2 separate regions of the Zea mays genome follow, and region 1 is linked to region 2. A link is a contact called in public Hi-C data. All regions are on one chromosome and are shown on one strand. Each heading gives the region's core, a stretch centred on a gene start, on an enhancer-like site or on the middle of the called end of the contact. The rest is flanking DNA. Distances are from core to core; before and after follow the strand shown. Region 1 holds the start of LOC100216610. Region 2 holds the start of LOC103650684.

Evidence for each region. A called contact is a pair of places that touch in the nucleus more often than the background predicts.
Region 1: a Hi-C map of endosperm shows a contact between it and region 2, with 2.4 times the contacts expected there. The contact joins the promoter of LOC100216610 here to the promoter of LOC103650684 in region 2. A contact is called at or near these places in 5 of 25 Hi-C or Micro-C datasets (ear, endosperm, leaf and 1 more).

The regions. Positions count from the first base shown.
Region 1 is chr3:146,422,093-146,425,662 of Zm-B73-REFERENCE-NAM-5.0, reverse strand. LOC100216610 reads right to left here and starts at 2,059. Exons shown (of 6, transcript NM_001143023.1): 1 at 1,861-2,059; 2 at 1,265-1,330; 3 at 669-815; 4 at 188-295; 5 at 6-95. The coding sequence starts at 2,056.
Region 2 is chr3:146,079,767-146,083,265 of Zm-B73-REFERENCE-NAM-5.0, reverse strand. It overlaps LOC103650684, which reads right to left and starts at 1,464. Exons shown (of 18, transcript XM_008676247.2): 1 at 986-1,464. The coding sequence starts at 1,258.

The DNA.
Region 1 (3,570 bases), core at 810-3,309, 340 kb before region 2:
CTCACAGATGTATCTTTCTCCAGCAAGTTTTATGCAAAAAGAATACTTCTTGTCAGGATTTTGCACATCAATTTTGTTGAACACAAATTTCACCCCTTGCAAAAAACAAAAACAAAAAAAAACTGTGTCACATGCTATCGCATCAACCTAACATACTAATTAACCATGTCACTAAGATTTCCATTACCTTCTCCTCCAACAACTTGAAAACCAAGAAACTTATCATACCACATAAGAGCCGTCTCTAGGCTCTTATCTCCATGTGCGTCACTTTCAGCTTCAAGGGATTCAATATCTGCCATCAAATTAAGATTTACTAAGGCACATAAGTTCGAGATTATGCGCATTCCAGGAAAAATTTTAGGAAAAAAGAATTAAGTTCACAGTAACAGAGATATAGTGTATGTATATACATCAAACTAAACCTAGATTTTTTTAGAAGCATCAGTAATGATTTCATTCGGATCTAAGAAGTCAACAAAACCCTTCAAACTGCGCTTTTGTAATTTCAGAATCTGCATAAACCACTGCTAATTGTCTAACAATCACACTGCGACATACAGTGTTGAAGAATATGCAAGTATCCAAACACGTGGATTGGAAAAAAGAAATATATCATGAAAACTGAATACCACAAACGGTACGGTATAATCAGTAATTACATCTACCTTTTAGTTGATTTGATATGGCATTCATGCATTCATCTCTTGTAGACCTACGGTCCATAGCCAAGTGTCTAAGATGTTCATTTGTTGCAGTGGTGTTTGAAATCGACTCAGTCATGAACTTGTGTTTTGACCTTCTGCTTGCTTGGACTGCAGGGGAGAAACCTTCCATGAGCTGAGGTTGACAAAGAAACCAGGATGGTAGTATGGAACCAACAACCAAGCAATAGAAATAAGGGAAATTTGGATCCATACCATTAAAAGATCACCACTTTGGATCCATACCATTACTATCTCACTTACATGTGGGTCCACATGAGTCAATGACATGTGGGGTCCATGGTATATATCTAAAGTTTGGATCTTTTAATGGTATATATCTAATTGTTCCTAGAAATAACAGAAAATTGGCACAAGCAGAATACCGTTAGCATGTATAAGACAAACAAAATGAAATGGAGATAGACAATGGTAGAAATAGTTATCCAATGCAGCATACCGTTAGAAGAATGATAATATATTTCACTATAATTATATAATAAATGGAGAAGATTGAAAAGCACATGGAAATGAGGAAATGCTTGTGCAGTTGTGCTCACCGGAGAGGGCCTGTGCTAGATCTGATTCTAATTTCCTGAGGTGTTGTTTTTGTTCGCTGAGTTTTGCTGCCAATCCAAAACACACACACACACACACAGAGAGAGAGAGAGAGAGAGAGAGAGATGAGTAAAGTAATTTTGCAAATAATAATGAGCTTAAACAAGCATATAGATAAGATGCTAATGGCAAATGTTGTACTAAAAGGCAACGGCCAAAGCTGTTTGCCAAATTGATGAGTGGTAGATGAATTGAGCGACGGCCACCTCGAGAGAACACCTTTATCAAGAAATGAGTACTAGTACTAGGCAGGTGCTTGATTACTTGCCTACTTGGATCTGCCACTGAGTGAGATCTCAGCACAAGGCCAACATAGTAGGCGGGGCTGTGCCAGGCAGAATCGAGCTGCCTGGTTGACTAGTTTTAGGAGCCTCGGTGGTGGATTGGATGCTGGCTTCCCACGGAAACACTAACCCTACCGGACCTGGCTGATCCATTATGCTAACTAAACCAAAGATTGGAGAGGAGGGCGAAGCCAAAGCCGAAGGGGGAAAAAAGAGGCGAGTAGTAGAAGTAGGGGGCCAAGAGTTTGATATGCCTCGGTTGGAGACGGTCTGGTTGGCGATGGAGCGCGCCTCGAGGAGGGCGGCGCTGAAGGCGGAGGAGGCGGCGGCGGCGCGGTCCCGGGAGTCGGTGATCCGGCGCTCGATGGCGGCTCGCTTGTCCTTCATCCTCCGGCGCAGATCGGCGGCGGCGTCCTCCGCCATGGCTGCAGCGTGGACGGCGGTAGACATTGGAGAAGCGGAGGGGCTGGGGAAACCTGGACTGACTGGATTTCAAATTTCTTTTGGTGGGGAAAAAGGAGAAAACCACGTCATCATCCAACCTCGTTCCGTTGTTTCTTGGATTGGGCTGGGCATGGCGCCTAAATGGGCCAAAATGTGAAACATGAAGGAAAGCCTTGAGAGCTTGTAGTTGGTTACGGGCACGCACATTTAATCCGTAGCACTCCTTTTATTTTTTTTATTTTTTCAAATGTAAGAAATCAATTCTTATATTGACCTCATCAAAACAACTATTAAGTTCTTGACTAATTTTACGATGACTTGACCTTACATAAGGCACAATTATTCTCCATGACAAAAACTTGGACACCATGTTTGTTGGCCTTTTGAAGGGATCCACTAGACCTTAATCCTTACACTAGCTAGATGCCCGTGCGTTGCAACGAGAATATATAATACCAGTATACTACGATAACTTATATACAAAATATGTGTTATATTGTTATGAGAAAATGTTTCATAATCAATTTGTGATCCTAGCCATACATAAATTTTGTTATTTTAATCTAGTTATTTCACCACTACATTGCAACCATCAGTATCATGCAGACTTCGATATATACCACGATTTGTATGGTCTCATCATTGGAGAGCAAGTTCCACACATGCCGGAAAAATTCCCTCGTACATCGTTAGTCATCAGACACGCACCACCATATGCTCTTGCTTAAACAAAAAGGTAAGTGTGTATGTGTTTGCGAAGAGAATTAAAGGCAGGCCGGCACAAAAGCTACCCTGACGGTGGCGAGGATGACGAACTGGTCACTGTTGTCGATCCTCCTCTGTGTCACCTCTGGTGCCAAGATGACGCCACAATCCTCGATATAGTAGTCGTCGAACGCACGCGACATGACGAGTACTGATGACTCTTGGTTGGGCTATCAAACGAAGTGCACCCCGGGCTCATCAGCGAGGTAGTACCCCTGGTCGTTGCATCACCGGATGCGCTATTCCACTACATACATCATGTTCGAGGACACTCACACAACGTCAGCAACGTCCATCGTCCCAGCGCACAAGAATTCATGTCCGGTCAGTAGCGACTTACGTGGCAGGTTGGGCTTCAGGTGGACGATGAGCTGGACGGCTTGATGGCGTCGTCGTCGGATGTGGTGTCCAGAACAACCCGAGAGTCGTCGACGTTGGCGACAACCATAAGGCCCCCCTGCTTAACGATGGATAGCGCGGTGCAGCTGCTCTGGACCGCGTCCAAGCGGCGGCTTCGCGGGAGCTTGTCGTACACAGCGGCGCATGCGACCACGTAAGACTGCTTTTAGAGGTCGAACTGACAGTCGTCAAGCTTCTTCTCGTCATCGATGAGCGACGACAACGCGAGTGCCTCTTGCTCATGGAGTTTGTTCGGGGTTTGAAGTAGGAAACATGGATTCATGCTTGGCGTTGGTTTATGAAAATGACTCACAAGTATGATCCATGGAAAAAAAATATTACGAAGAAAAAATTTC
Region 2 (3,499 bases), core at 215-2,714:
GCTGGTCAGAAAAAAGTTGAACCAAACAGGCCCATGACTTTATGACATGATAGGGTATGCCGTATGCCAAGAATGTAAGGAAGCAAAACAGCCACACCTAGACAAGAGAATATGCTACAATTTCAAAAGATTCAATAGGCCGTGTGGTGTACGCCATGGCATGGTATACTTGTGTTCAACACCCTATGTGGTATGCGGTCATTTGTTGATGATGAACCCATGAGTAACGAAATGTATTCAAAGAACATCAGAACGTCACAACAAGATGTGTTGTGAGGCCACTGGTGTAAAATAAGAGTTCTTACTCATGAATTTTTTAAGTTTCTACCGTCTTTTTAAAACTATACTACTAAGCATAGATAGAAAATTTGATTCATTTAATATAGGTGCAGTATATGTGCAGTGCTGTAGCAGCATTGCATGAAGAGCTAGGTGTGAGTCAAGTGGGGGTTCACAAGGGTGAATAGTGTATCGACAAAGCACCGACACGTTACTACTTCGCCACGTGCCAATAAACATATCACGATTTTTTCCTTCCCGTTCACCTTTTTATCAGAGGGAGGGGAGAGCTACTTCTATACGTTTGGAGACAAATGAATCCAGGCATGTTTCAGAATATTTTTTGCATGAGCAAGTACCATTATCAACGAAATTCAAGTGTAATCCGTGTGCAACGGGCTAGCAAAGGGGACAGGTGCAGCTGAAATTCTTTTGTGTGGAGAGAGCAAAATATAAAAATGTAGCCGGCAACATACATGGTTAGTGCAACAGATAGATAAGGTGTTTTGTTGTAATGGCAAATATCAGATTCTCTCATAAATAAGAGCATGAAATGAAATGGTTTAGTAGTTGTGTCCACATAATAATAAAGTAGAATTACGTATTATAGAGAATCACTGATGAGACGGGAAACAGGAGAAAAAGGAGAGAGAATCGTCCATCTGAGTAATAACAGTAACAATAATGAGAGAGAGAGAGGTGGTACCCGGAGCGTCCGTGAAGCCTCCGCGGTGGCAGAAGCGGCGGCTGCAGCTGGGCCATGGGTGTGCGGGGCGGGCGGCGAGAGGCAGTCGGCGACGGCCCTTCGAAGCGGCTCTGGCGGCTTGCGGGCGGAGGCAGTGGATATGGAGCCAGCGGCGGAGACAGATCGCGGCGGGCGGTGGGGCGGGACGGGTGCCCCCGCGGGCGCGGGTGTTGGCGCGGCGGGGGCATAGTGGCGCGCGCTGGAGACACGCTTGGCTCCCTCCCGGAGCGGCATGTGGGGGAGATGGAGCGATCTCGGCTCTCAGAGATGGACGGGTTCCCTCCCGGCCCTGGAGAAGGAGACCAAGGAAGGGAAACCCTAGGTCAGGTGTCTAGCTAGGTCTTCCTCCTGTGGGCTTTGGGGTGGTGCGGTGGGCGTCGTCGGCATTCGGGTGGATGTTCAAATTATTGAGAAACTGCGTGTAGCAGATCTAGATTCCCGAACCCTTCCATCAGCGTTGAGGCGTGAACAAGACGTCCGAATTTTTTTTTATTTTTTGCAATTTAGATCTTTTTCGAAACAAATTTAACTTTAGACGTATATATAACTTAATGTTATTTTTGGATCTTTTTCTTTGCGCCGTAAACCACGCCGTCGAGATAACACGTCTCCGCTCATTGAAAGACTCTCCATAGTGCGCTGACATCTACATGGCTGAGCTCGTGTCAACAGGTGCAACCACCTGTAGCCGCTGGCTGCATGCATGTACGGGCTTTTATTCGTACAAATGCATGTACGGGCGTGAGATGAATACGATTCTCACTTTTACCACTAGCTTAGTTCAGTTATAGAATATGTATTTTCTTAATACATTTATTTAGATATATAAATTCTAGTACTGTTTATTATAAATTTGATTTTACTTAAAATGAGTTGTTCGAAATATTATTTTCCTTGATATATAATGATCTTTGAACGAAGGTCAGAAAGTACATACCTTCTTCATCTCAGCAAACAAGTATAAATGGATACAAAAGAATACAAATAATAACGAAATATCAATAGATTATTTATATTCTCCCTTTTATTCATGAATAAATGTTCATAATATTCATATTACATTAATACCTTCGGCTTGTTAGAAGGTGAAAATGCGAGAGTGACGCAAGAATGATTACAGTCCAGCCTAAACAGTACGATGTTACTGTTCATCTATTTATAGGCACGGGACACAGCCCGGACAAAATTACATTCATGTTCCTGACTCTTACTGTTAACAATAAGGCAAGTCATCAAGGGTTAGGTAGTCTTTTCTCCTTTAAGTCGGTTCTACCTCCCACCTTCGTCATCGTGATAAGCCGAAGCTTCTTCGGCCATAGTTTCGACGCCCGTTTATCCTGCTCCTGGGTTGTATCTCCATATCACGCATGCTTTCGTCCCAAAGTCGAAGCCTCCTGTATCAGTCTATGTTACACTAAAAAACATATTAGTCACGTTTTTTAGGACCTTCGGAAGAGGAAGGCCCCCAACAGTAGTCCCTCGCAGTATTAACTTGTTTCTGTATTAACACATTCAGACTGCGACGTGAACGAAGTCTTTTAGCCGAAGGTCCGAAAAAACATCTTCCCTTCGCTAGAATAGTGAAAGTCAATGACATGTAGGGTGATAGAAGACGCGACCCGATCTTCTGTGAGATACGATAACTTGATTGAGTGGAGATCTCGACGTTGATGATTCAAGGCTCCGAGCGAACGGTTCCTCGCAATCACTACACCATGGCTCCGTTGGTTATCACCCGTGACACACGAATGACCTCACCACGAAGGCTTATCCCTGCAAGCGCAATCAAGAACACAAGCAAGAACAGAAAAGAAACGCAACCAAAATTGTATTGATTATGGGATGGGGTCTCACAAACCGATGACGACCATAATGTTCGATGATAGAATTAATCTAAGTGTTCGACACCAAAAAGAGAGGGCGGACGGTCCACGCGTGCGCAGAACAGATTAGGGTTCCGAGTTTTTTGCTGTGTTTGTTGGCTAGATTCTCGGAATTAGCTCGGGAAGTTTGTTTGTAAAGGGTCCAGTCCCCCTCCTCTATAAATAGAGAGGTATACGACCGATTTGTAATAATCAATCGAATCAATACAACTTCTATTTCGCATTTATTTCCAGTACAATTAGGAGTAGTTCTAGTTTAGCCTCTCGATCCCCAAATTCTTCGCTTCTCTTCGACTATACGTCAATTAGAGGAGTCTAGGTCGGTCGGTCCGAGCCTAGACAACTCCTAGGATCTCTCCTCCCCGATGGGGTCCCTCCCGGGAGCGAGATCCAGGCGCCGCCGGTGATCTTCCGCCGCCCCTGCGTACGCGCGGACCGTTCGGCCGTCAGGCAGGAGCCCCAGCCTTGCACCAGGCCGCGGACCGTCCGGCCCCTGTGCGCGGACCGCCCGCCCCTGTGCAGAGAGCACCGCCGCGCCTTGCACCAAGCCGCGGACCGTTCGGCCCCTGCGCGCGGACCGTCCGCCCCTGTG